Linked DNA regions of Sus scrofa: all the other regions are linked to region 1. A link is a contact called in public Hi-C and HiChIP or PLAC-seq data. All regions are on one chromosome and are shown on one strand. Each heading gives the region's core, a stretch centred on a gene start, on an enhancer-like site or on the middle of the called end of the contact. The rest is flanking DNA. Distances are from core to core; before and after follow the strand shown. Region 1 holds the start of CCDC124 (coiled-coil domain-containing protein 124). Region 2 holds the start of GDF15 (growth differentiation factor 15). Region 3 holds the start of SLC27A1 (solute carrier family 27 member 1). Region 4 holds the start of PGLS (6-phosphogluconolactonase). Region 5 holds the start of LOC100736865 (PLASMODESMATA CALLOSE-BINDING PROTEIN 4-like).

Region 1 (4,740 bases), core at 760-3,259:
CACAGGCACAGAGTAGAACCTCAACGCTTACTTGAGAATGCAAGCGTTTAAGAGCTATAAAATGTCAGAACAATAGAAGTCAGGAGTCCTCAGGAATGGGAACTATGCCCTGTAGCCTGGGAGGTGGCAGAAGTCACCCTGCAGAAGACTTAGCTTGTTCTGGAACGATTCACTTGACCTGTACTCCTCAGTTATGTCAATAGACATAACAGGTTCCCAGTCCTCAGGAAGGTGTGACAAGCCTGGCTCTTTCTTTAAATTGGAAAAAAAAAAAAAAGAAAAAAGAAAAAAAAAATTTTTTTTTCTTTTTAAAGACTGGCTCTTTACCAGTAGAAGCTTAATTAGGTGTTGCCTTTGGCTCCTCCATTCCCCACCCTATACTGAACAACAATAAAATGTTCATGTTGAGTGCCTTCTTCTCAAATATCGTTCCAGGTGAATGGCTGATGCTATGAAGGAAATAAAAAGAGGGCCGGGGTGGGGCACCAACTCCTGGGGAGGCCAGGTAAGGTCCTTCTTAGGAAGGGATATCTGGTCAAAGTCCTGAAGAAAATGAAGGGGTCATTCATGGAAAAAGCTAGGGGCAGGGGGAATAGCACTGACCAATTCCCTGAGGCGGGACTTCATCTGGCATTTTGAGAAAGGAGGCTGATGTGGTTGGAGCTGAGAAAGAATGGGGATGAGGAGGAATGGGAGGTGAGGTCAGTCTTGCAGGCCAGTAGGGATCCACTTGGGGCTTGAGAGCAGGGGAGATACACGGATCCAATTTAGGTCCCTGAGGTGTCACTGGGGTTGCCTTCGGGAGAACAAACTCTGTGGTCAACTTGTCCTGCCTAAACTGCCCCCAAATCCATGCCCTGCTTCTCTTCCTACAGCCAGGCCCAGTACAGTCATCCTCAGACCCCTAATATAACCATTTTTACAGAGAAGGACCCTGAGGCTTAGTGAATGCACAAATACAGGTGCCCTGGACAAAGAGGCCCCCCAAACCTATTGCTGAATAAAATAAAAGAGCAAGATATGTGGAATTCCCTCGGTGACTCAGCGGGTTAAGGATCCAGCACTGTCACTGCTGTGGCTCAGGTCACTGCTGTGTGGCCAGTCTGATCCCTGGCCTGGAATCTCCGTATGCCCTGGACGCTGCCATAAACAAACAAAACAAAACAAAGCGGGGTGGGGGGGGTGATAGCAATCCAGGAGAATGGTCCCGGAGGAATTTGAGTCTTTCCATTACTTTGGTCAAATTCAATTTCTTTTTTTTTTTTTTTTTTTGTCTTTTTTGCTATTTCTTGGGCCGCTCCCTCGGCATATGGAGGTTCCCAGGCTAGGGATCCAATCGGAGCTGTAGCCACCGGCCTACGCCAGAGCCACAGCAACGCGGGATCCGAGCCGAGTCTGCAACCTACACCACAGCTCACGGCAACGCCGGATCGTTAACCCACTGAGCAAGCGCAGGGACCGAACCCGCAACCTCATGGTTCCTAGTCGGATTCGTTAACCACTGCGCCACGACGGGAACTCCCAAATTCAATTTCTGTTCTCTGAACCTGGAAAGCGCAGAGTGTTTTAATTTCTGTCCCTTTAATCTGCTCCCTCCCACTTTAAGCTTCGCACAAGGGAGGCAAAAAAATGTGGGCTAGATGAGAGTCTTCAAAGCACAAAGCGACTGCGACAGCGAAGAGCCTGCCTGAGAGGCTTCCTCTGGATAAGGGGATCAACCAACCACGCGTAGACCGCGGGTTCCGGCGCGCCCTGGCGGCCAAGCAACTCCTGGCTGAGGCCACTAAACTCACGTGTGAAGCCGAGGGAACCATTTTTCATCTGGACAACGGCCATCTTGGTAAAGGCAATGCTTTAGATTGTAGCTTTTAATCTTCTCTCCTGACTTGTTAATATCTGAAGTAAGCGCAGGGGAGGAGCGTTTATACAATATTCGCTCCCTGAAGAGACAAAGAAACGGCTAACTTCCTGGACTTGGACTGGAGACCAGGGCAGTATTTTCTCTACCAAGATGGCGACGGAGCTCTGACATAATCAGCGCGCGCCGCCCGGGGCTCTGAGCGCAGGCCCCCCTCGGTGACGTCACAGAGGCGCGACCGGGCCGGCGCCGGGGGAAGGAGGTAGGAACAGTGGCGGCGCGGGCGGAGCCGAGGGGCGGGGTGCGGGTGGGCCCCGCGAGGCTGCTGGGTCTGGGACCACCCATCTGGAAGGGCTGGAGATGGGGTGCTCAGAGACGGGGGCACCTCTGGTCCCCAGGCTCCAGGGCTCCCGCGGAGGCTATCCCCATTTCCCTGAGCGGGCGATTGAGACCCAGAGAGACAGTGTTCTGTTCTAGGCCACCTAGCTCCAGCCCTTCCCTCAGCAGCTTACAAACTTGGGGTAACAGTGCTGAGTACAGACGTCCCTGGCTTCTTGTAATGGGGTCAGGACTGGGAAGAGGATGACGGTCTGGGGGAGCCCAGAAGAGGTATCTGGAGGACTTCTTGGAGGAGGCAGCGTTGAGTTTCATCTTTTATTCTCTCTCTTACTTTCACAACCGCTCAACCACGTGGTTCTTGACTCCCTCCTAACTAACCCCTGCTTAGCCAGACCCCCTGCTTGAGCTCCCTGCTTCTGTCTCACTCATCCAGTTCACCTCCTCACCAAGCCCAGAGGGCTCTGACGCCCTCCGCACCTTCCCCAAACCCTGGAATACAAATCCCCCTTTCCCAGCCTGGCTCCCCCACACTTCTGGGGGCTTGGGGCTCCCCACTCCCTCAGGCCTTTTCTTAGCTGTCTCCTCCAGGAAGCCCTCTGACACGCCCTTCCCACCTCTCCACAGACAGGTCGGAAGCCCCCTCCCAGCTTCCCTAGCACCTGCTTGTCCCCACCACAGCTCTGATCTTGAGTTACCATTCTTATTGTCTGTCTCTCAGCCAGCCTGGGAATTCCATTAAATCAGGAAGCCCATCAGCAATGCCTTTCCCCAGCATCCCACACGTAATGCTAGGTGCTCGGTGCGTGTTTACTGAATGACAAAGTGTGTGAGAGAGCATTTATCGAACAAAGAAGAAAAACTGTATTAGTTAGCACCAGCTGCCATAACAAAATACTACAGACTGGGTGGCTTAAACAACAGAAACGTATTTGCTCACAATTGTGCAGGCTGGGAAGGCTAAATTCAAGGTTTGTTCCCAGTGCAGGCTCTCTTCCTGACTTGCAAACGGCCATCTTCTCACTGTGTCCTCACATGGTGGAGAGAGTGAGCTCTGGTGTCTTTTTTCTCTTCCTTTTTTTTTTTAGGGCCGAACCTGTGGCATATGGAGGTTCCCAGCCTAGGGGTCAGGTTGGAGCTACAGCCTACATCACAGCCACAGCAACACCAGATCTGAGTCACGTCTGCAACCTTCACCACAGCTCACAGCAAACACTGGATCCTTAACCCACTGAGCGAGGCTAGCGATTGAACCTGCAATCACATGACTCCTAGTCAGACTGGTTTCTGCTGCACCACAACAGGAACTCCCTTTTTTCTCTTCTTATGGGTGCACCAGCTCTACTAGATTAGGGCCCCATTCTTACAACCTTATTTAACCTTTATCACCTCATGGTCACTGTCTCTAAATATAGTCACATTTGAGGGTTAGGGCTTCAACATAAAAATTTTGAAGGAACATAAATATTCAGTGCTGGCCTGAGAGGGATCAAAAAAGCGCTGTCAGGCCTTGAGATGGTATTGGGGGTCTTAAGCAACAGGAGGAGGGGATGCTGGGGCAGAGTCCCTGTGAGTGGGCAGTGTTTTCACAGGAGGCCACAGGTCAGGGTGTATCAGGTGAAGGCATAGCAAGAGCAAAGTTTCAGAGGCTGAAGAGGGAAGTGCATGGGAAGTGAGAAGCTGAGTTTGGACACAGCACAGTATGAAATAAATACTGAGGGAACCCCGGAAATAGATGGTTGCTCATTCATTTGCTTAAAACATTTTTTGAGGAGTTCCCATTGTGGCCCAGCAGGTTAAGAACCCGACAGTGTCCATGAAGATGTGGGTTTGATATCTGGCCTCACTCAATGGGTTAAGGATCTGGGGTTGGCTGTGGCTGTGGCGTAGGCTGGCAGCTGCAGCTCCAATTCAACCCCGAGCCTAGGAACTTCCGTATTCGTAGGTGCAGCCGTAAAAAGAAAAAAAAAAATTTTTTTTTTGAGCCCCCTACTATACAGGGCACTCCCAACCCTGTCCTCAAAGGAGCTCCCAGCCTGGTGGGGAAAATGAACATTTGTCGAGTAATCGTGTAAATTATAAGAGATCAACCCAAACAAGTACCTCAAAGAGAAGTTTGTGGTCTACTGATCTCCCCTACTTTGCTCTGCTCTGCCCCATGGGACTCCACCTGGAGGGACTGCCTCTTTGTGTCGAATGAGGTGGCCTCAGTGGCCTCAGAGATCAGATCTGCATTGATGTTCCCAGAGGGGCCAGCTGGACATAGAGGTGGGGCAGTAGTTAGGAGGATGAAGTTGAGAGTGAGGGGGTGGGCCTGGGTTGAAATCTTCCTCAGCCCATAAGAACCCCCATCCTGTCAGCCTCTCCTCCTCCCTCCTCTCTCCTCCTTCCCCTCTTTCTCTGTCACCTACACAAGTCTCAGTGGCCTCCATGCTTCCAGTAGCCCATGGCTTTATCCCGCCACAGGGTCTTTGTATAACCTGTGCCCTCTTCCCAGAAGACTAGCCCTTCACCCCCAAAGGGCTGCCTCCAACCCATCCTTCAGG
Region 2 (4,740 bases), core at 1,304-3,803, 420 kb after region 1:
TGTCCTTGGTGTATGACCTGGTGCTCGGTTTGTGGTCTGCTGGATGGATAATGAGGAGAGGATTTCTGTACTGAGCGTTCTCCCTCCTGCAACCCACTGCCTCTGTTCTGATGCACAGAGAGGTTGAGTAACTTGCCAGTGATCACACAGCTAGAGAGGTGGGTGCTGAGATTTGAGTGGTGATTGTGTTGACCCCCGTGTGTGCAGAATTCCCACTCACACACAATCTTGTGAGGGGGGTGACATCACCACTTTTTACAAATAGGGAAACTGAGGCTTTGCAGTTAAAACTCCTTGTTGCACACGTCACAGCTAGGAAGAGGAGGCGTGGGCATGTGAACCTAGACTGACCTCTCTGGAGTCATCAACTGTCCAGGTTGTTGGGACACAGATCAGGGCAAACTCTTCATGAGGCTTTGAAATTTGGGCAAAACTAACCACTGGGGAAATTCAGAATCCCATCACAAGCCAAGAGATGTCAGGTAAAGAGATGTTCCAGGGAGTTCCCATTGTGGCTCAGTGTAATGAACCTGACTGGTATCCATGAGAATGTGGGTTTGATCCCTGGCCTCGCTCAGTGGGTTAAGGATCTGGTGATGGCATGAACTGTGGTGTAGGTCGCAAACATGGCTTGGATCCTGCGTTGCTGTGGCTGTGGCATAGGCTGGCAGCAGCAGCTCTGATTTGACCCCTAGCCTGGGAACTTCCATATGCTACAGGTGCAGCCCTAAAAGCAAAAAAAAAAAAAAAAAAAAAAAAGAGAGCGAAAGAGAGAGAGAGAGAGAGAGAGAGAGATGGCCCAGCCAAAGACTGATCCTGTGCCAGGTCCCCATTGTGGGGGTCACCCCCTACAGCCCTGTGCACACACTTGACCCTCTGAGGCTTTGCTCCTTTATCCATGTGAACAGCCTGGAGTCCAGCAAATGTTGGCTTCTCACCCTTATTGATCTTGTAGAGACGCTGCCTCAGACAGCGCTCCCTTTGCCCCACCCACCCACAGTTAGTCCTGGGCATCTTTACCTTTTGCTGACCTGCCCTAGCCACATTAGAATTATTTAGCACTCTGCTTTACCTCTGGGACCCAGCCCCTGCAGGGGGCATGGCAGGGTGACTGCCTATCTGGTCAGCTCTGGACCCTTTACTGAGCATTTACTATGTATGCCAAGCTGGTGGCGCAAGAGGCCCAGCCTCCCAGTGGCCACGGTCAGGATGATAGCGTGACCAGGGGTGTTTACTAAACCGAGAGCATCCCCAGGGATGACAACCCCACTGGGTGACAAACCCCACTGCAGAGGCTGAGACTGAGATAGGAGTGTCAGAGGCTTGACTGGGCTCACGTAGCAAGTGGGTACTCCTGGATATGCAGGAGGCTGGGACTGTGTTCTTCCCTGGGAACCTTGCTGTGTGACCCCCAACAAGTCCTTGAATCTCTTGCCTGCACACACTGTTGTCACACTTTACACCCACCCACAGTCTGCCTTGCACATCTGCCCATCCCCTCTGAAGTCAGGGGGCTGGAAACAGGCCCAGGAATGATGCCTGGGGCCAGGAGTCCTGAGCAGTAGAGCAAGGTCTAGGTCTAGGTGCCCCAGGGAGAAGTGTATTTCTGGGACACCCCCTTTCCTTCCATCATCTGGTGGCTGCACCTGGCACCGGTCCTCCCTTCCCTAGGCCCCAGCACCCTAATTTTCTGCCACCTCCTCTTTGGGCCCAGCTAAGGGATTGGGGCCCAGAGGACCTTCATCCTTGCCCAAGCCTTCAAGAAGCTCTGTCTGGGGCAGACAGAACCAAGCACACACACTCCCAGTGCTGTGGGGTCAGGGCTGGGCTGGAGGAAGGGATGAGTTGGAAACACTCTGCTGAGCATGAAAAGATAATGTCAGAGAAGGCTTCCTGGAGGAGGGCTTTTTGAGTAGGGTTTTGAGGAATGGATAGGAGTTCCTCAGCTGAGGAACTGCAAAAACATACAGTTTATCAAGCACCTGCTATGTGCCTGGCCCTGTCCTTTACACCTCATTTGACCTTCTCTCCAGGGAAAGTCTCAATCCTAATTTTCCAGATGAAGAAATAGAGGTGCGATGAAGAGGAGTGACTTACTCCAGGTTGCATTTCCTGGCTCTTTCTGGCCCCTTTCCCTCTACTTCCTTTGTTCTTCACTATCTTCAGCCTTTGACCCTAAGCAGAGAGGGGAGAGATGGACTCCCATGGAGGAAGAAGGCTACTACCTCTTAAGCTCTTGCTATGGAGTTTAGCACATAGTAATAAATCTTTTCTGAGAAAATTATTCTTTCCGCCAGCCCACCTAGCTGAGATGATGTCCTCATTTCACAGCAGAGGATACTGAGGCTTGGTGTGGAGCTTAGGGGGGTTCCCCAGCATACCTAGTATCACCCCCCCCAATCAAAAGCACCACCCCATGAAAAGCACCCGAAGACTCCTCCCAGTTGTGGTCCCTGGAGTGTTTACTCTGCACCCACGGCGGGCGGGACCAGGCAGGCAGGGGCGGACAAAGTCCGGGGACTATAAAGGCCGGTCCAGCAGCGTCCGGTCAGTCCCAGCTTAGTGCTTAACCGTCAGAGTCATGCCTGGGCAGCTACCATCACCACCGCGCCGCTCTCCGACGCTGCTGATGCTGCTGATGCTCTCCTGGCTGCCGTCGGGAGGCGCCCTATCTCTGGCCCAGGAGCACCTCCCAGCTTTACCGGGACCCTCAGACGTGCACTCCAGTTCAGATGTCTCCAGATTCCGGGAGTTGCGGAAACGCTACGAAGATTTGCTGACCCGGCTTCGAGCGAACCAGACCTGGGAAGACTCGAACCCGAACCTCATCCCCGCTCCTCAAGTCCGGATAGTCACTCCAAAGTGTGAGTAAAATTGGGAGACCCCACTCTGGGCAGCACTCATCATCTCACCAATTGTTCTGAGACACAGATCCCAAGGCTAGCGGCCCAGCCTCAGTTTCCCTACCTGTGAACGGAGCAGCTACGTCCCACCTTGGGGCTGATGGGGGAGGTAACGGCCGGGTTTGCAGAAGGACGAGGCGGGGCTTAGCCAATCTGAGATGTTACAACACCTTCCGCGGCGCAGATGGGGAAACTAAGGCCAGAGGATCCAGCGACTCTACTGAAGGCTCACAGAGCCTGGAGAACCCAGACGCAAGGTCGGGCGCGGGGCCGTGGTCCCTGCCCTTGGATGTAAGGAAAGGATAGTAGGGGGATTTCCAGGGGAGTAAGATCCAGGGGTCCGGCGGAAGGGAGGAGAGGGGGCGGAGACAGAACGGTGCGTAGAGATGGGCAGAACCTGCTTGGGCTGGTTCCGAATCTGATGCAATCGCGCGCCAAGACACTGCTGAAATTGCACGTGACTGGTTCCCTAGGGAAGAAGTGGAGTATTTTCATGCCCTCCACCCAGCCTCCAGAGGGCAGAGGGGGCGCAAGATCTGGGCTGCTCTTAAGAACTGAGAGGGGTTGAGGGGAGGGGTTGAGGGAAGGGTGTTAGGCAGAGAGTTCTTATCCCGCCCTAATTCCACTTGTGCTGAGGAACTCCATGTAAACCTCTCTCCCCCTCTGAGCCTATTGACTGGGTTGAGAGTCCTCAAACCTCAGTCTCTCCAGTGTCCCCAACATCTGTACCAACCTGGAAGTCTGAGAATTCTGGGGAGCCAGGTACCCTTCATTTCTCAGATAGATCCAGAGAGTTGAAAACACAGTAGCTGCTGTATCCCCAGGGCCTTTTGTAGGCACTTAGTCTGTCTAAAGATGAGATATGCATTCATTCCTGCAAGTATCAAGTAAGCACCTACTGTGTACCAGGCGCAGTGGTGACCAAGCAGACAGAAACCCTTGCTGAGATTCTGGTGGCGGAGACAGATGCTACACAACGAAGTAAAATAGGACTGTGTCTATTTCAGGCAGGCTGGAGGGATGTGTAATCAGCCATGCAGAGATTCAGAGCAAGAGCATGGCCAGTAGAGGAAGTAGCTCGTGCAAAGGCCCTGATCTGGGATTCAGCTTGGAGTGTTGGAAGAAATGGGCATTCCCCTACCCCTCCCCGCGCCCGGCACACAATACTCTCGTGAGTGACTGGCTTTCCTCTCTCCTATAGTTCGACTTGGGCCAGGCGGCCACCTGCACCTGCGCATCCCTCGCGTCAACTTAACTGAGGGGCTCCCCGCAGCCTCCCGCCTGCATCGGGCCCTTCTCCGACTGTCCCCGACGGCTCGGAGCTCGTGGGACGTGACGCGACCACTACGGCGTCAGCTCAGCGTCGGAGGTTCCCGAGGTTCGGCAATACACCTGCGACTGTTGCAGCGACCGGACCAGCTGCTGGAGGCGTTGCCCGCTGGACAGCCCCAGCTTGAGCTGCACTGGCGGCCAAGCTCTACTAGGGGGCGCCGTAACACGCATGCGCACACCCGGGACGGTTGCCCGCTTGGGACAGGGCGCTGCTGCCGCCTGCAGAGCCTGCGCGCGTCGTTGGAGGACCTAGGCTGGGCCGACTGGGTCTTGGCGCCCCGCGAGCTGGACGTGCGCATGTGCGTCGGCGCGTGCCCGAGCCACTTCCGATCGGCTAACACGCACGCGCAGATGCAGGCGCGCTTGCACGGCCTGAACCCTGATGCTGCCCCTGCTCCATGCTGTGTGCCAGCCAGCTATGAGCCGGTGGTTCTTATGCACCAGGACAGCGATGGCCGTGTGTCACTCACACCCTTCGATGACCTTGTGGCCAAGGACTGCCACT
Region 3 (4,740 bases), core at 1,365-3,864, 400 kb before region 1:
TGCAGTTATGTTCTGGAATTGGGAATTTTTCAGATCTTAGGAAAGTGACAGGGTGAAAGCTGCTCCGTGTTGCATCATGTTCCTGGGGATGTGGGGAAGCCATTATGTAAAGGGACAAATAAAGGATAAACAGGGATTAAAAGGAATAATTGGTCACTGAAAACAGCATAGGAGAAGTGGTCCCTCCACTGGAGTACGGACACCACCTTAAGAGAAAGTTGGGCAGCTCCCGCTGTGGTGCAGTGGGTTAAGAACCTGATTGCCAGAGTTCCCATGGTGGCTCAGCCGAAATGAATCTGACTAGTACCCATGAGGATGCAAGTTGGATCCCTGGTCTTGCTCAGTGGGTTAAGGATCCAGCGTTGCTGTGAGCTGTGGTGTAGGTCACAGACCTGGCTCAGATATGGTGTTGCTGTAACTGTGGCATAGGCCAGTGGCTACAGCTCCGAATTGACCCCTAGCCTGGGAACCTCCATATGCTGCATGGGTGTGGCCCTAAAGAGACAAAAACAAAACAAAACAAAACAAAACAAACCCCTGACTGCAGCAGTTTGGTCCCTGCAGAGGTCCAGGTCTGATCCCCAGTCCGGGTGGGTTATAGCATCTGGTGTTGTGGCAGCTATGGCATGTGTTGCAGCTGTGGCTCAGATTCAACCCCTGGCCCAGGAACTTCCATATGCTTTGGGTGTGGCCATAAAATAAAACAAACAAACAAACAAACAAACAAAAAAAACCATTGGGTTTGTAGAGCCTTTTATTTTATTTTATTTTATTTTTTGTCTTATTAGGGCCGCACCCACGGCATATGGAGGTTTCCAGGCTAGGGGTCCAATCAGAGCTGTAGCCGCCGGCCCATGCCAGAGCCACAGCAATGTGGGATATGAGCTGCGTCTGCGACCTACACCACTTCTCATGGCAACGCCAGATCCTTAACCCACTGAGCAAGGCCAGGGATCGAACCTGTATCCCCAGGGATCCTAGTCAGGTTCGTTAGTTGCTGAACCACGTGTAGAGCCTTTTAGATTTGGGGATTACTGGCTGAGGACCCAGCAGTATATCTCCAGGAGGTGTGGGGAGAGTTGGAAGAGACTGTGATGAGCACTGTTTAGTCAGGGCTCAGTTTGCTTAGTAAGATGGAGGGAGGAGGAGAGGGAAGAAAGGGGGAGTAGGGAGAAGGGGAGGAGAAGACAGAGGAAGAAAAAGGGGGAAGGAGGGAAGCCAGGAAGAGAAGGCAGAGAAGGGGAAGGGGACTGGTGGGGAGGAGGGACGGGAGGGGAGAGGGGAAGGAGGACTGGGTGGAGGAGGGGAGGGAATAGAGAGAGGAAGAGCAAGGTGGGGAAGTGGAGGAAAGCAAAGCAGGGAAGGGAGGGAGAAACTTGAAGAGGGGAAGGAGAATGGGAGGCACAAGGAGAGCGGGAGGAAACTGGGGGAACAGAGGGAATCAGGGCAAGATGAAGAAGAGGCAGGAGAAGTTTAAGGAAGACTGAAAGGAGAGGAGGAGGGGGAGGGAGTGGAGAAAGGGGAGCAAGTTCTCTGCCCACATTTGTTTTTGTTGTGGTTGTTGGTTTTTTTTGTTTTTTGTTTTTTGTTTTTTTGTCTTTTTAGGGCCACACCCGTGGCATATGGAGGTTCCCAGGCTAGGGATCCAATTGGAGCTGTTGCCACCGGCCTCTGCCAGAGCCACAGCAACTAGGGATCCGAGCTGCATCTACAACCTACACCACAGCTCACGGCAATGCCAGATCCTTAACCCACTGAGCGAGGCCAGGGATCGAACCTGCAACCTCATGGTTCCTAGTCGGATTTGCCTCTGCTGCGCCACGACCGCGGGAACTCTTGTTTTGTTTTGTTTTGTTTTATGGCCACACCCCTGGCCTATGGAGCTTCCCGGGCCAGGAATGGAACCCCAGCTGCAGCTTTGACTTATGCAGCAGCTGCAGCAATGCCAGATCCTTCAAACCACTGTGCCAGGCTGAGGATTGATTCTGTGCCTCTGCAGTTACCCGAGCCCTGAAGTCAGATTCTTAACCCACCATGCCACAGTGGGAACTCCTCACATTTGTCTTTTTTTTTTGGTTGTGCATAGAACCCGAGCCATAGCAGTGACAGTGCCAAATTCTTAAGCACTAGGCCACCAGGGAACCCCTCTGCCCACATTTGTGAACGAATGAATCTCAACTCCAGCTAGCAAGAAAAGGCCTTAGTTTCTTTACCTGTAAAATAGGGTGATCACAATAGCACTACCTGGCAGGATAAGAGTGCGGCTGGGGTTACTGAGCATTGCTGACTTCACTGACACCTGGCTGAGAAAGTAGGGGGACCAGTGCCAGACCTCTCATCTGCCTCTTCATCCCCATTCCATCCACCCTAGGCAGCCTGAAGGGACTGATGGCAGCTTGGGGAAGAGGGGGGTGAGCGCCTGCCCAGTTCTGTCCTCCAAATGGTGCCGGAAGCAGGCCCTGGCTGCCTCCCAAGGAGAATGCTGAGAAGGTCAGCCAAACAGGGCAGAAAACGAGCAAGGGTGGGGTGGGCAGGGGTGCAGAAGAGAGGGAGCTTGGAGAGAGGGATCCAAGGCAGAGGCCCACATGGGCACAACACAGAGCAGTCCCCAGGAGTCTGCACAAACAGAAGCCCGGAAGGTGTAGGGACCTCTGTCTTAGCCTCACTGTCCCAGCCTGCCTACTGCCTGAACTTCTGGGAGCTGGCGACAGAACAAAGACTGAAGGTCAGTGAGCAGCTCCAGGTCAGCCAGGGAATACGGTGGTGGGTAGCCTGGCCAGCACGTGCCTTCGCCTGATCAGGGGGAGGGCTTTAGGGTCTCTAGGTGAGCGTTTAGGACCCTAGGACTCTGTGGAAGGGTGGGGACCTAGTGTGTGGATTTTGTTCTCCTTGGGGTGCTGGAGTGATAACATTGAGACTTAATTGACAAGATGTGGGGATATAGATTTGGAATTTAGCTGGGTTCTTGGAATATAGCTTTAAGAGTGAGATGGGGATTGGATCTTCTTGCCTAGGCTGTGGGTTCCAGATCCCTGGAATGTGGTCCCGTCCCCCCCCCCCCCCCCGCGCGGGCTTTTCAGGGCTGCACTGGCGGCATATTGAGGTTCCCAGGCTAGGGGGCCAACTGGAGCTACAGCTGCCGGCCTACACCACAGCCCCAGCAACGCGGGATCTGAGCCGCCACAGCTCACGGCAACGCGGGATCCTTAACCAGGGATCGAATCCGCAACCTCATGGTTCCTTGTCGGATTCGTTCCGCCGTGCCACAACAGGAACTCCGGGAAAGTGTGTTTAAAACCGAAGAGGCTTTGGGAATTGCATTTAGAACAAGAATCCAGTACAGGCAGGCCCTGAGTGTGAATTGGGCGTTTCTAGTCCGCAGGGGTAGGGATCCTGGTTGCCATTAGGGCTTGGGCCGGGGGCGCCTGGGAGCTATACCTCTCGGCTGAGGCACTCACGGGTTTCCTAAACTCCACGCAGGGAGGGATGGGGAGGTAGGGAAGGGAAGCTGGTAGCTGGAGAAATTTAGTTGTCATGGAGACAGCGGCCGTCCTTGCTGGGGCGTTCTAGCCCCCAGGTCTTGTTGGCCGTCGTCTCTCTGGCCAAGGGGCCCTCTCTATGGTCGTGGCCTCCGGAAGGGGGCGGATCTCGGCAGAGGGGCTATAAGCCCGACAGGTCTGAAGAGAGCCTGCCCGGAGGGCAGGTGGGGCGGGGCCTAGGTTGCTAGGTGGGACGAAATAAGCCCGGAAGGTGGTGACTGGTTCAAAGCTTGAGGGCGGGGCCGGTGCCAGTAGAACTTGGGCCCGGGAATGCCGGCTAGGCCCTAGGCTGGGGGCGGGGCTTCAGTTACAGGGGCGGGGCCTCATTCAGAGAGGGCGGGGCGTATGCTTGTGGGCGTGGTCATAGTTCCAACTTGGTTCTTGACGAGCGAAACTGGAATGGGTTTGTGCTTGTGGGCGGGGCCAAATGAATAGTGGGGGTGGGTAGAGGTGGCACCTGGAGGAAAGCCAAGCACTCTGGGCTGGTGGATTCTGGGACCAAGAACAGAGGTGTAGTGTCGCATGGGGGCGGGACCTGGTCGAGTGACTAGGAATGGCCTGGGTCTGTGGTGGGGGCCAAGGTGGAGCCTAGGCTTGGGGGCCAAGTCGTTAGGGAGGAGCTTGGGTCCCAGAATAGTCGCTACGTAGAGGATTGGGGTGGGCCTGACAGTGGCTGACGGGACGGAAGAGCTGTTTCTGGGAGAGTGGCCTTTGCTAATGATTGACAGAAAAGGCTGGGCTAGGCGTAAGGAGACGTGCCCAATTTGGGACGGGGCGGAGCCCTGGCCTGGGGGCGGGGTCTGTATGAGACAAGCCCATTCTCACGCATGGGGCGGGGCCTTACTCTAAAAGAGAGGAGCTCGACCTGGGGGCGGAGTTGGGCTGGTCGTGGGGCGGGGCTCGGGCCTCAGAGCTCTCCGCCTCCCCAGGATGCGGACTCCAGGTGCGTGTTCGGCTTCTGTGGCGTCTCTGGTCCTGCTATGGTTGCTGGGGTTGCCGTGGACCTGGAGTACAGCGGCGGCGCTAGGCGTTTACGTAGGCGGCGGCGGCTGGCGTTTCTTGCGCATCGTCTGCAAAACCGCGAGGCGTGACCTCTTGTGAGTGCAGCGCGGGCCTGGTCCCTGGGCTTGGGCTGGGGGCGGGCTGGTTGTGGGCTGGTCGTAAGACGGACGCTGCAAGGGCGGAGTTGGGGACCCTCGGG
Region 4 (4,740 bases), core at 1,054-3,553, 370 kb before region 1:
AACCTCATGGTTCCTAGTCGGATTTGTTTCTGCTGTGCCACGACAGGAACTCCTGGGTTCTCTTTTTAGAGTTGTAAGAGTTCTTAACATATTCAGTACACTCAAATATTATAAGATGGATGATTTCAAATTTCTCCCATCCTATGCGTTGTCTTTTCACTGTCCTGGTATCCTTTCTTGGTATCTTTTGAAAGACAAGAGTTTTTCATTTTGATGAAACCAGTTTACCTGTCTTTTGTTGCTCTTGCTTTTGGAGTCATTGTCTAACCCGAGGTCATAAAGATTTACTCATTTGTTTTCTTGTAAGAAATTTTTTTAGTTTTAGCTCTGACGTTTAGGTCTTTGATCAATTTTAATTTTTATATATGGTGTGAGGTAGGGATCTGTATTAGTTTTCTAGTGCTGCTGTAACAAATCGCCACATACTTAGTGGTTTAAAATAACACCAATTATTTTATAGTTCCTGGAGGTTAAGAAGTCAGAAATGGATTTTACTTGGCTAAAATCAAGGTTTGGTAGGGCCACATTCCCTGTGGAGCTTCTGAGAGAACCCATTCCTTTTCCTTTTCCAGTGTTTAGATACTGCCCATCTTCTTTGGCTCATAGCCTCTTCCTCCGTCTTCAAAGCCAGCAACAGTGGGTTGAGTCTGTTTCATGCTGTCAGTTCTCTGGTCCTCCTTCCACTTTTAGTGACCCTTGTGATTACACTGTGTCCACCCAAGTAATCTCCTTTAAGGACAGTTGATTAGCAACCTAATTCTATCTGCAACCTTAATTCCCCTTGCCAAGTGATCTAACATTCACAGGTTTCAGGAGTTAGGAAGTGGACAAATTTCAGGCCCATCATTTCGCCTACTATGAGGTTCAACTTCATTCTTTTCCAAGTGACAGTCTAGTTGTCCCACTACTTTACCACTTGTTGAAAAGATTATTCTTTTTCCCCTTGAATGGTCCTGGCACCCTTGTTGAAGATCCATTGATGATGGACATATGGTTTGCTGCTTTTATATCACAGCTCTATCCCACTGATATAGTTGTCTATTCTTATGCCAATACCACACTGATGACTGTAGCTTTGTAGTGTTTTGTTTGTTCGTTTTTTGCTTTTTAGGGCCGTAACCATGGCATGTGGAGGTTCCTAGGCTAGGGGTCGAATTGGAGCTATAGCTGCCAGCCTATGCCACACCCAAAGCAACGCAGGATCCTATACCACAGCTCAGGGCAACGCTGTATCCTTAACCCACTGAGCGAGGCCAGGGATTGAACCCTCAACCTCATGGTCCCTGGTTGGATTTGTTCCACTGTGCCACAATGGGAACTCCCTTTGTAGTAATCTTGAAATCAAGATGTTTGAGTCCCCTAATTTAGTTCAAGATTGGCTTGGCTATTCTGGGGTCCCTTGCAATTCCATATGAATTTTAGGATAAGCTTGTCATTTTCTACAAAAAAGTCTCTCGGAATTTTGATAGGGATCGTGCTGTAGCTATAGGCCAATCTGGGGAGGGTTGCTGTCTTAACATTATGAAATCTTCCAATCTGTGAACATGGGATATGTTTTCATTTAATTAGATCATTTAAAAAACTTTTTCAGCAAAGTTTTGATTTTCAGGGTACAAGTCTTGCACCTCTTCTGCTAAATTTATTAAGTACTCTCTTTGATGCTGCTGTAAATAGAATTGTTTTAATTTGCTACTGCTTTTAAAGATGCACTACCCATGCAAATCTCATTGCACTTACACACTCCTAAACTCCCTGGCTTTGATATGTGGTCAGGCTGCCCTGGCCCACCAGGCCTCCTGCCCCTTCCAGCCCTCCTTGCCCATGTTATCCCCTGCATACTCTATCTTATTAACCAAGGTCCACTTGCCGCAGTTCCGGAACTTCTCCAGGCCAGAGCCAGGATGGAGGCTTCTGAGTCCTCAGAGACACAAAGAGGTCTCCAGGGAGAATATGCAGGAGAAATTCAACAAGTCTATTTTCATTCTGTTAACTGAGTTCAGAGAGCTTTCAAGGACTCAGTGAACAAAACAAATATCCCTCGCCTCATCAAGCATACATGCATACATATATATATATATATATTTTTTTTTTTTTTTTTTTTTTTTTTTTGGCTTTTAGGGCCGCACCAGCGGCATATGTAGGTTCCCGGGCTAGGCATCGAATCCGAGCTGTAGTCCCCGGCCTACGCCAGAGCCACAGCAAGGAGGGATCTGAGCCGCATCTGCGACCTACACCGCAACTCACAGCAACGCCAGATCCTTAACCCACTGAGAGAGGCCAGGGATTGACCACGCGTCTCATGGATCAAGCTTATATTTTAAAGAGAGAGAGAGACAACACACACCAAGATAAACACGTTAGAAGGTTCAGGAATTTCAACGTCCACCAAAAATACACCTTCCTCCGGGAAATCTCCCATCTCCTCCCTCCACTCCATCACACCCCAGGTCCCCTTCTAGGAGCCTGGATGCTCTGAATTCCCCTCTGCGGCCCCGCCTCCTGACACTGGGAAGTTGAGCGCACTGCGAGCCTGCTGCAGCCCAAGATAGAGCTTAAACACCCTGCAGAGTGAAAGAAGCGCAGCCAGACAGACTGCACGGCCTGCCAGGACTTCACTCGTGGGACTGCGCATGTGCCTAAGACAGCCGCCCAAAGGCCGGGAGCGCTGTGTGGCAGAACTGGCCTTTGCGCAGACGCACTGGTGGCTGCCGGGAGGGTTTCCGCCTCCCTGCTGCCGCCGCCGCCGCCGCCGCCATGGCCGCGCCGGCCCCCGGCCTCATCTCGGTTTTCTCGAGCCCGCAGGAGCTGGGCGCGTCGCTGGCGCAACTGGTAGCGCAGCAGGCAGCGTGCTGCCTGGCGGGGGCCCGCGGCCGCTTCGCGCTTGGCCTGTCAGGCGGTAGCCTTGTCTCCATGCTGGCCCGCGAGCTGCCCGCCTCCGCTGCCCCGGCCGGGGCCGCCAACCTCGCGCGCTGGACTCTGGGCTTCTGCGACGAGCGCCTGGTGCCCTTCGAGCACGCCGAGAGCACGTACGGGCTCTACCGGGTGAGAGCTACGGGGGCCGCTGGGGGTCACGTTAAGAGGGCCGCCCCCGTCCTACGAACGCAGCTACGGGGGCCCCTGGGGGTCATTTCAAGCTGGCTGCGCCCACCGCCTGAAACCGGCCACGGAGGTCATGCAGGGTCACACTGTGCCCCGCCTCTGTCTGGACTTGAGCTGGGAACTGTCATCTGGGTTCCTCAAGGTCCCATCTGGACGGCACCTCCACTGCCCTCTGGGCGGAGCAGTGGAGACCTTTAAGCCCCTTGATGCTTTATCTGGTAGCCGGCCAGAGGGAATGGCATGGGCAAAAGCGTGGAGGTGAAACAGAGTGCTCCATTGCAGGGTCCTAAAGAAGTTCTGGCGCCAGCAGCCTTGTAGCGTGCAAAAGCATTGAAAGAAGAGCCAGGCAGGAGGGATCTGGTATGTGTCCACTTTGAAAAAAATGCACAACCTGAAAGCTGAGTTAAGTTTTATTGGGGGCAAAAAACAAAATTAGGACCTAAGCCTGGGAGACAGCATCTCAGGTAGCCCTGAGCAACCTCCAAGGAGGCGGGGCTGGGAGGGGCAGGTCGCTAGGGTATATAGGAGAATTTTCAACAAAGGTCTGGTAGTAAGAACAAAAGATTTACACGGAAACCTGATTTACAGAAGACCAGTTTCTATGGGAAGAAGTCAGTGTGTGGCTTTACTGGAATCACTCCGTTGATAGGCACCTCAGCTGTGGGCCAGTCTGCTTTCTTTCTTTCCTGAGTTCCCTTAGGGTTCACCAGCTCACCCTTGGGAGTGGCTGCACTACCAGATAACTGTGATATCTTTTGTCCACTTAACTATAGCTCAGGAGGCAGTATTTCAGACAGCTCTGAAATACTGTGCCAAAGAGGAGAGGGGGACTATCAAGATATGTCATAAAGTTGAAAGGGGAGGTGCATATAGCCATAACTCATTTTATAGAAGTTTGCTGCTGGTCTCCTGAAGGTTACTGCTAGTCACAGACATCAGTCCTCATGAAGGATTTTAGTTTTTTTCTAGATATGAGGAGATGCTTGGGCTCGTGAAATCTTCTAAAGATTTTTAACTCCCTGAAGACCAGTTTTTCAAGAGTACAGGGTGCCTCACTCCTGGTCTCCACACTGAGCTCTGCTCAAGGGGTGCTTCTGGTCAGCAGCTGCAGTGGCTTATGATTTAATTCCTTAGAGGAAGGTGACAAGTGCCAAACTCCAGTTCACATGTGGAACTGGCCTCCGTTTCCCCATCTCTAACCTGGATGAATTCTTGATGGTCTCCATGCAGCTTGTGAAGCTGATGACTCCATGGCTGGTTGTCTTTGACTTGGGGCCCCAGGCACCTATAGAATCAGGGGAACACCAACCGTGCACAAGCAGGGAAACTGAGGCTTGGAGGAGCTAAGATATGAGGCATCTCACCACTCGTCCAACACACACACACACACACACACACACACACACACACACAGGGAGGTGTGGGAGGGGCAGTTTGGGGCAGAAGCCTCAGGTCACTAGTCCTGGGTGTGTTGAGTTGTCTTCACAAAGAAAGTTGAGCTGATTTTTTTTTTTTTTTGTAATATGCAAGTAGGTTTACTAATGACCAAGCCCTTTGCTTTACCCACATCATCTTGTAAAACCCCACAATAGTCTGTGAGGCGGGAGCTGTTAGTACATCCATTTCCTAGATGGAGAAACT
Region 5 (4,740 bases), core at 1,643-4,142, 270 kb after region 1:
GGTGGTCCCGTCAGTGGAGGCGGGGAACATGGAGGAAGGCACTGTGCTGGGGTTGGAGTGAGTGGAGCTCCAGTGAGGGGTGGTCAAGGAGATGGAACTTGGGGGACTGGAGTGGGAGGTGAGGGGGAGCTTTGTACTCGGGGAGCCAGAGCTGGTGTGGGAGCTTAACTCTGGTTGTAGGGAAGTGGGCTGGAGGGTGGTGGTTGCCCATGAATCTGAAGCAGGGTGGGAGGTTGTGGAATCTGCCTCTGAACTAGAGGTGCTAGGGTGCATGATGACGCTTGTCTCTGGGCCCTCTTCTGCTGGGTAGCTTAAGGAAGAAGATGAGTTTGCAGCATCTGAGGCCATAGTATCTGGAAAGGAAACACCATTGTGGTGCAGGAAGCATATGATGAGGAACAGAACTGTGTGACCCTGGCCCCAACCACCCTCTGTCGCAGTTTTTGTTTGTTTGTTTTTCATTTTTTTTTGTTTGCTTTTTTTAGGGCTATACCCATGGCATATGGAAGTTCCCAGGCTAGGGGGCGAATTGAAGCTATAGCTGCCAGCCTACACCACAGTCACAGCAATGTGGGATCTGAACCACATCTGTGACTTACACCACAGCTCATGGCAACACTGGATCCTTAATCCACTGAGCAAGGCCAGGGGTCAAACCTGCATCCTCATGGATACTAGTCAGGTTCTTAACCCGCTGAGCCACAACAGGAACTCCCCACCTCCCTCTGGATGCCTCTTTCCCTATTACACCAGACAGTACACACCCACTGCCTAGGGTGATCTGGAGGACTTAGTGCACCATATGAGTGCTCAGTGGGAAACCAAAGTGCCCTTGTCTGAAGTCTCTTATCTGACATCCAATCCGGCTTGGACCTTCCCTGCCCCCTATTCAGGGCTCTGAAGATAGATGCCCTCTGGATATAGGGAATGGCTACACCCGCAGGCAGCACGCTGGGCAACTCTTTTAAACTTTCTGGGACTCCGTTTCTCTGTCTGTAAAATGGACATCACAGGAAGTCAGAGACTCTGAGAAGTCACACAGGTGTCTGGCACATAGCGACACAATGCTGCAAGCAGGCACAGAGCCACCTCTGAGCACCCAAGGAGGATCAGCCCTAACCTTCTTCCCCAGGTACCTGGAAGGTCCCATGGCTAAACTCAGAGTTTTAAGGGGACGCAAAAGGAACAGTGAGTGAATCAAGGCTCTGAAGCCCCCACTGCCTTGCTCCAGCTACTCCCTAGCTCCTACCCCATCCTAAACGTTGAGCCCCGGGGCCAGGCTGAGGGTGGGTAAAGAGTTCATGACTCACTGCCCACAATTACTTCCTTTCCAGTTCCAGGCTGCTGGGCAGCTTCACTGCTTGCAAGTTCATTCATCAACTACTCCCTGCCCCACCCCTACCCACTCTGCCCTGTACTGATCTTTGTGCTTCTACCCTGCCTCACCCCAAGCAGTAGAAATGCGGAAATAACATCCAGTACTGGGCCCAGGAGGGAGCTTGGTTCATAAACAGACCTCCATTTCTCGGTCCAATTTCCCAGGCCCTGTGGGGATGACAGATGAGTCTAGAAGTAGCATGGTGCACTAGCCTTATTTCATCCCCATTTTACAGGTGGGGAACTGAGGCTTAGAATAGTTTAACATCTGGCCTGAGGTGACAGAGAGAGAGGGAAGAGGGCCCCTTAAGGACCTCAAAGAAACCAAGGACTTAAGAGTCCAGCCTCCCCAAACTGCCTCCCACCATCATTTGAAGATGAATCCAGAGGACGAGAGGTTTCTGCTGAAATGAAGATGACTCGGGCCACAGTGGACCCTAAGCCAAACCAGACGTCTGAGGAGTTAAATTTTTCAATTGAACGGAGGAAAACTAATGGACCTGGAAAGAGGAGGTGGTGGTGGGGGCACAAGCTCCACTGAGTACCTGGCACAGAGCAGAGTTGACCAGAAGGTAAAGTGGGGCTGTTTCTGCACACTGTGCCAGGAGTTTGCCTTGCCCAGAGACTCCTGGACCAGGAGGCTGGCATGAGCCAAGTCAACTAGTTCTAATCTGGGTCCACCACAGGCTGAGCCTCAGTTTCCTGAGCTATGAAATGGGGACAAATGTACTGCCTTCTGAGTGAAGTCTTCGCTGTAAGAGTCTCAGGCTTGGTGGCCGCCACTCTGACATTCCAGGTTTGGGGTGGGGACGTGGGTCAGAGGGAATGATGACTTGGTGGGATGGGAAGGGCTGCAATAATTTCTTCTCTGCCCTGGGAACTGTCTCAAAGTGAAGCAGAAAGTAACTGTCAGGCGCCAAGAACTCCCAGGGGCCATAGATGCTCAGTGACCAAAAAGTGAGCCCTCCTCCTGCCCACCCCGCCTCCTCATGGTCCTGGCGTCCCTACTCTTTGAGGACTGGCTAGGAGAAACTGAGGTTTGAAATAGAACCTCAGACTGGGTGTGAGGCACTCAACTAGCCTCTCCCTGGTTCGGGTCACGCTGGCTTGGCAAAACTGGGAGCTCTCTGGGCTGGGGTAGGGGGTGGAGACGCTGTAGTGTTCCCACTGTTCTCGTGACCTCCCCACCTTACTTCTGGTAGAAAGAACAGCCCTTTGGGAGATAGGGGGCACCTGCAGACCAGCCTGCGGGAGAAGTCTAGCCGCCAGATGTGTGGCTAGGCCATACGCCCTCTCCGGCTTCGTGGAAGCCGGATCTCCTTTTTACCTGTTTTTACCTGAAATGTCAGTAGAAAATTCTCACCAGAAGGTATCAGCGGCAGCAAGAGAACCAACAGCAGAAGAGGCAGCGGCGGCAGCTGGGAGCCCGCCATTCTTGCGACGGGAAGCGGAGGGCGGGCTCTGCACAGGTGTGTGGCAGGTGCCGGCTTCTTACCCCTGCGCGTCCCCTGCTGGCAGCACGCGGGGCTGCTCAGGGGAGCGTCAGAGGCGGACCCTCGGGACATAGGGCCTCCAGGGGGCGCTACTGCTCACCAGAGGTGACACTCCTGACCCCCTTTCTCCATCTGGCCTACCCACCTCTCCTAACGAACTCTCCTGGTTCATGACTCTGAAGCAGTTACACTCTGCCTAGTCCCTCAGGACACCTCTACCCCTTCCAGTTCCCCCTGGTGCCCCCGCCGCTCTGGTCCCCCTCTGTGGCTGCTCCAAACTCATGCTGTCACCGCCCGCTGCACCTCCTCTTGGGCAGGCTGCCCCTTCTGGGTGTCCCCAGCCCTTGCCTTCCCTCTCTGCCCTGTCCCTGATCCCACCAACTAAGGATGTCTGTGTCTGGCTCTCCCTCACCCAGACTAGGGTCCCTTGAGGTAGACCCAGCCTCCCCCCACCCCCCCATGCCCTGGATCAAGATGTGGCTAGAACTCTCTCTGGTATTTCCTGAATGAGGCACACATGCATGCACCCATAGGACTTTCAAGGGCCAAGGGACTCATGACGGCCCTTCTAGGTCAGGTCCCCAGAGACTGGCTTCTGGAAGGCACTGGGGATGGCCTCCATCTGACACTGTTCCTGTAATCATGGATGGATATCGTGGCACACTGAGGCCACAGTGGCAGCCCTGACCTCCAGGAAAGGCTTAGGGGTGGGCTCCCCAGCCACAGACCCCAAGTGCCAACTCCATGGTTGGAAGTTTTGGGGCCCTCCTGTCCAGGATGTTCCAGATGCCCCCCTAATTCCCCCAACACACCATGCCCAAGATGCCCCATAAGCACAGGTAGACCAAGACTCAGGCTGTGGAGGGCTTTATTCATTAGACCCAGAGAGCCACATGGCTCCTGCCCTGGTGTCCCCCCACCGGTAAGCCAATGTCCTAGACGCCTGGCCACTGCGTGTGCCGTGAGTTGTCCCATGCTGCTGGGCCCAAGAGCGCATCCGTGGTGAGGGAGGCCCGGGTGCAGCGACCACGCCAGCTCGCTTGAAGCATCTTAGCTGCTACCTGCTGCTGCTTCAGCTGGCGGCGTACCCTGAAGCCCCTCCAGGAGGACTGGATGGTGGTGGCTGCCTTGTTCTGGCTATGGGGTTGCGGGGGGCTCCGGGAGGTTGGCTGGATGCTGCAGCCCCGTGGCATGCTGGCCTGGACTACAGCACCCCGGCCGGTACCTTGCACCACCCGCGTGGGCAGGGTGTGGCCACACATGTGGCATGTACGGGGGCTGGAACCCACAAGCATCACCACGCTGGGTGGGCTCCCCAGCCCAGAGCTCAGGGACTGGCAGAGGCTACAAGCGTGTGGCTGGCAGGACTGGTAGCAGCGGTGGTCAGATATTGACCTGGCCCCACCCCCACCCCCGCCCACTGCAGCCCACACAGCTGGGAGCAGCATCTGCTGGGTGTGGCTCCGGCGGACGCAGAAGCCTCTCCACGCAGCCTGGATGATTGTGGCGGCTCTACAGAGCTGGGCCAAGTCCCGCCGCACGCAGTAACCTCGCCAGGCAGCCTGGATGATGATGGCCCACTGGTGCCACACCTTGATGGTACGGCGCACCAGGTAGCCGCGCGTACACGCCTGGATAATGACCGCGGCATGGATGATTATCTTCTCCACAGCCTGCACCGACGCCACCAGCTCCCCTGGCTGGCTGGGATCCACCGCCGCCTTGCCGCCCGTGGCCTCCCATGGCACAGTGCCCCTGGCTGGCTCCCATGTGCCACCAGGGACTATGGTGCTGTTCCTGGGCCCGACTGCGACACTGGGGATGGCGGAGTTCCACGCTTGGCCACCAGACACGCCAGCGTCCTCAGGGC

Evidence for each region. A called contact is a pair of places that touch in the nucleus more often than the background predicts. HiChIP or PLAC-seq counts read pairs in DNA pulled down with a chosen protein or histone mark.
Region 2: an H3K27ac HiChIP or PLAC-seq map of alveolar macrophages shows a contact between it and region 1. The contact joins the promoter of GDF15 here to the promoter of CCDC124 in region 1. A contact is called at or near these places in 1 of 5 promoter capture datasets (fetal skeletal muscle) and 1 of 2 datasets of contacts at active chromatin or transcription factors (alveolar macrophages).
Region 3: a contact with region 1 is called in a Hi-C map of liver, with 6 times the contacts expected there. The contact joins the promoter of SLC27A1 here to the promoter of CCDC124 in region 1. A contact is called at or near these places in 1 of 5 promoter capture datasets (fetal liver), 1 of 47 Hi-C or Micro-C datasets (liver) and 1 of 2 datasets of contacts at active chromatin or transcription factors (alveolar macrophages).
Region 4: an H3K27ac HiChIP or PLAC-seq map of alveolar macrophages shows a contact between it and region 1. The contact joins the promoter of PGLS here to the promoter of CCDC124 in region 1. A contact is called at or near these places in 1 of 5 promoter capture datasets (fetal liver) and 1 of 2 datasets of contacts at active chromatin or transcription factors (alveolar macrophages).
Region 5: an H3K27ac HiChIP or PLAC-seq map of alveolar macrophages shows a contact between it and region 1. The contact joins the promoter of LOC100736865 here to the promoter of CCDC124 in region 1. A contact is called at or near these places in 4 of 47 Hi-C or Micro-C datasets (embryonic fibroblasts, mesenteric adipose tissue, omental adipose tissue and 1 more) and 1 of 2 datasets of contacts at active chromatin or transcription factors (alveolar macrophages).

What each region holds. Positions count from the first base shown.
Region 1 is chr2:59,828,830-59,833,569 of Sscrofa11.1, reverse strand. CCDC124 (coiled-coil domain-containing protein 124) reads left to right here and starts at 2,009. Exons shown (of 5, transcript XM_005654904.3): 1 at 2,009-2,120.
Region 2 is chr2:59,409,169-59,413,908 of Sscrofa11.1, reverse strand. GDF15 (growth differentiation factor 15) reads left to right here and starts at 2,553. Exons shown (of 2, transcript NM_001174056.1): 1 at 2,553-2,864; 2 at 4,105-4,740. The coding sequence starts at 2,582.
Region 3 is chr2:60,233,462-60,238,201 of Sscrofa11.1, reverse strand. It overlaps SLC27A1 (solute carrier family 27 member 1), which reads left to right and starts at 2,614. Exons shown (of 13, transcript NM_001083931.1): 1 at 2,614-2,725; 2 at 4,469-4,636. The coding sequence starts at 4,470.
Region 4 is chr2:60,195,600-60,200,339 of Sscrofa11.1, reverse strand. It overlaps PGLS (6-phosphogluconolactonase), which reads left to right and starts at 2,303. Exons shown (of 5, transcript XM_021083556.1): 1 at 2,303-3,042. The coding sequence starts at 2,755.
Region 5 is chr2:59,557,059-59,561,798 of Sscrofa11.1, reverse strand. It overlaps LOC100736865 (PLASMODESMATA CALLOSE-BINDING PROTEIN 4-like), which reads right to left and starts at 2,892. Exons shown (of 3, transcript XM_005654894.3): 1 at 2,741-2,892; 2 at 1-353. The coding sequence starts at 2,810. It overlaps KIAA1683, which reads right to left. Exons shown (of 2, transcript XM_021083531.1): 2 at 3,722-4,740. The coding sequence ends at 3,806.